Regions from separate parts of the Mus musculus genome. Here region 1 is linked to region 2. The links are chromatin contacts, called in public HiChIP or PLAC-seq maps. All regions are on one chromosome and are shown on one strand. The core of a region is the stretch at or near the end of the contact, and the rest is flanking DNA. Distances in the headings are between cores, read along the strand shown. Region 1 overlaps Mtus2 (microtubule associated tumor suppressor candidate 2). Region 2 holds the start of Mtus2 (microtubule associated tumor suppressor candidate 2).

Region 1 (2,808 bases), core at 207-2,706, 310 kb after region 2:
AGTTTCACAGAACAGGATCTGAAGTTACAAAGAAAAAAAAAAAAAAAGACTATGGGTTCATCTGGTAGGGTGACAAAGGTTCCCAGAAGCCCCCAGTGCTGTCTTGTATCACTGTTCCTCTTGGCCTCTGCCTAAGACATTCCTTTCACAGACACTTTTTATTTCTCCTCTGGCCTCAGTTTAAATCTCCAAGACATCCTGACCTCCTGGGCTACCTCACACTCTGCTATAATTGCTGGTGTACCAGCGTACTCTGAGATACTGGTTTCTTGGAGGCCAAAGTACCATTTGCCTGGCATACAGTAGGCACTCAGTTAGTGTCTGGTAGTGTATAAGCTTTTTGTTTCTAGATTCAGTGGAGGGGAAGCCATCCAGAGACACTGGATACAACCTTAGTTTTATGGATTAGTTGCTCATTCAAGAAGGGGCGTGGATGGCCAGTGCCCAAGTGTGGAGTCACACATGTGATGTTAACTAGGAGAGACTTTTTCACTTCCTATTTCCACCAGGTCTATGAGGTAGTGTCAGTCATCCAAACAGATAACAGCAGACTAAGCAGGTTAAGGTAACAGAGTATGGCAGACTGGCTCGAGGCTTGGCTACTCGTCCAGTTGTTTGTTGTTGCAGGGATGAGTGGCTTCTATGCTCTGCCAGGTGTATTTAGCTAGAAAAGAGGGACGGCCAGATTCTCAGAAGTCTGTCGCATGGTGTCTTAGTCAGGGTTTCTATTCCTGCTCAAAACATCATGACCAAGAATCAAGTTGGGGAGGAAAGGGTTTATTCAGCTTACACTTACACACTGCTGTTTATCACCAAAGGATGTCAGGACTGGAACTCAAACAGGTCAGGAAGCAGGAGCTGATGCAGAGGCCTTGGAGGGGTGCTGCTTACTGGCTTGCTTCCCCTGCCTTGCTCAGCTTGCTTTCTTATAGAACCCAAGATCACCAGGCCAGGGATGGCACCACCCACAATGGGCCCTCCCTGCTTGATCACTAATTGAGAAAATGCCTTACAGCTGGACCTCATGGAGGCATTTCCTCACCTGAAGCTCCTTTCTCTGTGATAACTCCAGCTTGTGTCAAGTTGACACACAAAACCAGCCAGTACACATGGGGAGCCAAGTCTTCAAAGACTGTCCAGGGGAGTAGACCTCCTATGATGTTTCCTGGCCCCTGATCATCTTGGGTTCCACATTTAAGATCATGTATCACACTGAAATAACAGGAAAGCCAGGACTGCGAAGGAGAGGTATGTAATGAAATGGGAGATGATGCTAAGAAGCCATGAACACTGACTTGAGGAGAACTGAGTGCTCCACAAGTTTCTATTTGAAGGGAAGCCTGTCTTAGACTAAACAGTCACCGGAGAGGAATGGCCTTCGTGGGCTCTGAGGTGCCTGGACTCTGTCACCAGGACAGTGTGGGTGGTTGATGCATCTATATTTAGCCCTCTTGAGTGAACACAGGCGTTCACATGCTTGGCACCAGTGAGGAATTTTCCACACATTCCCCATTTAGGAATGTGCTGGTCTGACCCCCTCCTGTCCCAATCCTCCCGGCTTACCATCATCCAGGGAACGGTGCAAAGAGTGATGTGAAATCATTGCAGGACTCTTAAGAGTCCCCGGAGACTAAGGGCCTCTCAAGATCAGGACTTCTGCTGGCCTCTGTGGTTCCACAGTGGGTCAGGGGCTGGCTCATCAAATTGAAAACCAATGGAAGTGGTCATTGGTGTTCACCTAGACAACGCTGATCCTAAGGTCACCACGATTGACACTGCCCAACGCAGCTGTCATGATGTCATTCTGGTTTGGCTTTCAGGAAACGCACAATAGCTCACTTAGCTCATTTGGTGTATAAGTCGGAAGGGTTGATGTCATTTCAAAATCAAGCACTTAAGGAAGGAAGGATCTTACCAGAACAGGCAAAACAGCCAGGTTGGCCTTGGCGAGCTAAGGCTTAGCAGAGCCAACATCTTCAGCAGGAATGTGTCCAGGGACATCAGAAAGGTTCATCTAGAATTGATGGGGAGTGTGTGTTGGGGGAAGCAAACAGCTACCCTATCTGGAGTTACACGCCCAGAAGGATGAGCTAAAGAGGCATCAAACACTGGAAATGTCCCAACATGCAACCCGAAAGTCAATTTCAAGGACAATCACGGGTAGTGTAAGCTGACAGGATGGAGGCAGAGGTCAGGGGCTGTAGCTAGAGAATTTTCCACAGAGCCAGATCCGGTGGCAGCTGGCTGCCTCTCCTCAAGTTAGATGTGAGAGGTTACATGACCAAGAGTGCAAAATCCAACCCATATCCAGCCTGGCTCTTGAGGTCACACCGACGTGGGGAGAGGTAGGGAGAACCTTGGTGTGTATGCTGTTTGATAATTGGGCCCTGGGTTGAAACGCCTGGGTTTTCCATTTCTAAGGCAGCTGGTCTCTTCATCACAGAGTCTCTATTGCCTCCACATAAATAGAAAAAAAGTCCAGGGATCATTAACAGTACTGGTGCACCTCAGAATCTGGAGTGTCTACAACCACAATCGTGTAGTAGTCAATCAACTTGGTCTCAATCAATCAACCATGCATCCGAAATCAATACTGGAAGCACACAACATTTTGGTCTGTTTTGTTTTGTTTTTTGTTTTTTGAGACAGGGTTTCTCTGTGTAGCCCTGGCTATCCTGGAACTCACTGTGTAGACCAGGCTGGCCTCAAACTCAGAAATCCACCTGCCTCTGCCTCCCAAGTGCTGGGATTAAACATGTGCGCCACCACTGCTCAGCTGGTCTTTTTGTTTTTGTTACCATTGTTCCC
Region 2 (2,823 bases), core at 96-2,595:
TCTGGAGTGTGAGGCTCAAGGAAGAAGCTAACCAGAGCTTCTGTAGAGAGTTTAATGAACACTGTCAGCCGATGTGGTGGAAGATGGTCAGGTCTGCCTGTGGGATGGGGGTGGGGGTGGGATGAGTCCCTGGAGGAGTGGGAGTGGCCCGAGGAAGGAGCTGTAGCGCCAGGACCTCATTCCTTGCACCTGGGAGGCATGGGCTTCACAGAGCACCCAAATAGGAAAGTGAATGGCACAAAGGAGGCTTTACTATCTTTCTAGGTTTAAGTCAGGCTGGGGTTTGTGAGTTAGGGGAAGGGAGGGGCGAAGGCTTAAATGAAATGAGCTTAAAGTTTGATTTAGATTGGACTGGACTTTGTAATAACAGCCAGTCAGACCGCTTGTTAACACCCGAAGGTGACAGGAAAAGCGATAAAACGTGCCCTAGATTCCTCCAGAAGAAATGGGAGGCCACATAGAATAATGTAAAAAGACAGCCGTGTGAAAAGTGCTCTTTCATGATTTCCCTTCACAATATAGACCAGTTAGTACAAAAATTCAGCTGGTATAAAATGTTGCTCGGCACAGCAATGCTGGGGTGGGGGAGGGAGCCCATTTTCCCCACACTCCCGACCCCCAAGAGAAAGCGAGCAAGCACATCAGTAAGCCAGCATCTCATTGTCTTCTCTGTCAGTCTGTCCCAAATCTTGTGAGCCAGAGGCTGGAGAAGCCCCCCGGCTGTCTTCAGGCTTCCCAGGTGCGCTGCTTTCAGGCGACCTGGAAGGGCTACTGAGAAGTCCTGCGTTCATGTTTACTTCTGAGGAACGTTGTGAACTACGAAGCAGACAAGCTTGCGTTGAGACAAGAGTCTTTCAAGTGGGTAGCCGGCTATGCATTACCCCTAGATTTGGAGGCAGAGGCAAGAGGATATCTGTGAGTCTCAAGTGAGATCCTGCCTCAAACACCCCAACTCCCCCACCCCCACCCCCGCCAAACCCGCACACAATCACACACAAAACCCTTACAGAGACTTCTTTAGTCTCCTGTCCATCAGCCCCGCTACATCCCTTGCGAGTTCACCCGCTGGACCCCAATTCTTCCTGCTGCACGCAATTAAAAGAGGCTCTCTCTTCCGATTGGACCACAGCACATCCCACTCGTGGGAGTCAGGAGTCTAGGTCAGCGACCTCAGGCTGCTTCTCCTTTCTCTGGGGTCTGAGGCTGGATGCTCCGGACCACTGTGGTCCCGTGAGCTGCCGGGTCGTGTCGGGCCAGCAGAGGGCGCTCGGCTCCCCCCACGGGGCTCCGGACGAGAGGAGGCGCCGGGGCTCGCGAGCATCTCCGGGCGGCCGGGAGGGGGTGCGCGCCTCGGGCCGCTGCAGCCCGGCTTCTGTCACCGCGGACGGCACCTCACTGGAGGGTGGGCGGGAGCGGCGTCTTTGTCCGGCGAGGCGTCCTCAGCCCGGGCCATCCCTGTGATCAGAGCCCGGCGGCTTGGGCGGTGCCCAGTGGTGAAGTGCGCGGGCGGAGGGCTGGCTGCGGCCACGGCCCCAGGTACCCCGGTGCCCTAAGCTCGCCACCTGCGCCACCTCAGCCCGCGCTCTGTCAAGTTGCAGAAGACCCGGGTGGGTCAGGAGTCTGGACGCGTGGGCGCGTTGCAAACTCCAGCTGCGAAGGAGCTGCGTGCGGAGGTAGCCCGGCCCGGGATGCTCCCGGAGGCTGCTCTGGTCTCTCTGCACATCCTTCTTGGCTCCTCCAGACCCAGGTGAGCGACTGCTGTCCGCGCGTCCCGATCCGGCTGGAGACAGGTGCAGAGCGGGGCGGAGGCGGTGCCTTTTGCTGGCTTCTCTGGCATCAGAGAGCCCGCTCCCCGCTGCCCACATCTTCTGCTCCGCCGGAGAGAGGCTGCAACCCACTCGCACCTTCCGGGGATGTCAGGTTGAGCACGGTGTTTCAGAGGCGACAGCGGGTTAGCCTAAGCGAGCTCCCACCCCTCTCCACCCCCAGCTCGGGATAATTCGGTCCGTGTCTTCGTCTTAATTTAGCACCGATGTGTTATTTCCTTGGAGCCCTAGAATGGTAAGGCTTGCTCCATCCATTTTTCAACCCCCTTCATTCTGAGTCTGTGCAGGGAAAGGCTTGCAAGTGATGTTACTACCGTTCTATTTTAAATACAAACACCCAGAGAAGTACGCTTGGCGGCGTGCCAGAGGCGCCTGCACTCTTTTGTTATGTAAGTGCTTCACAGGAATATTTGCTGGTTGGTAAAGTTAGGAGCGGTTACCAGAGAACGTAAGAGCGCAGGAAGTCAGAGCCATAATTTCTGTCTTAGCTCAAAACTTTCCTTCAGGATAAGCATGAGATGGTTTTGGTATCATTTAAAGGCGACAGGAGGTCCTTTCAAAAGAAAAATTCATACCGTAGACTCTCAAGCGTTAAGACACAAAACAGGCTTTTTTTTTTTTTTTAAGTCTGTTATGAAAACCAGTGGGACGTCTCTGACAATAAATAGGTGGGAAGTGACTTAAAGAAATAGATCCCTGTCACATAGCCGTTTTGGCTTTTAAGTTGTTAGGTAGTTGTATTTTGCTGTCACGTGGACATAGCTAATCGTGTGTTGACAGTTATTAAAGATCTCTGCTCACACGTACCGTAATTTTTCAGGTACAAAGATGAGAGTGGAAAACATCAGATACGCATCTTGTTCTTACTGGTTTCTGGTGATGGCATTTGTTATGTGTGTGGCTCATGTGGAGTCAGGGTTGTGACTGTTGGTGGGCATCGTTTCGTGCTTCGTTTAGTCTCCAGCAGCATAAGGTGGGGCTCGGTGGGTTCGAGGTA

The links. HiChIP or PLAC-seq counts read pairs in DNA pulled down with a chosen protein or histone mark.
Region 1: a contact with region 2 is called in an H3K27ac HiChIP or PLAC-seq map of heart atrium, with 6 read pairs. The contact joins the enhancer-like site here to the promoter of Mtus2 in region 2. A contact is called at or near these places in 4 of 39 promoter capture datasets (the HPC-7 cell line, embryonic stem cells, liver and 1 more), 1 of 484 Hi-C or Micro-C datasets (forebrain), 11 of 115 datasets of contacts at active chromatin or transcription factors (embryonic basal ganglia, embryonic forebrain, embryonic hindbrain and 6 more) and 2 of 9 other capture datasets (adipose tissue and pancreatic islet).

What each region holds. Positions count from the first base shown.
Region 1 is chr5:148,270,790-148,273,597 of GRCm38.p6, forward strand. All of the region lies in intron 7 of Mtus2 (microtubule associated tumor suppressor candidate 2), which reads left to right. Among named protein-coding and RNA genes, the nearest start is that of Gm46928, 120 kb to the left of the region's middle. Within about 2 kb of position 1,457, at least 34 of the 459 cell types and tissues checked have an H3K27ac peak or open chromatin away from gene starts, as enhancers often do. A contact at or near this core is called in heart atrium, where this site is marked.
Region 2 is chr5:147,955,975-147,958,797 of GRCm38.p6, forward strand. Mtus2 (microtubule associated tumor suppressor candidate 2) reads left to right here and starts at 1,346. Exons shown (of 15, transcript NM_001359503.1): 1 at 1,346-1,747.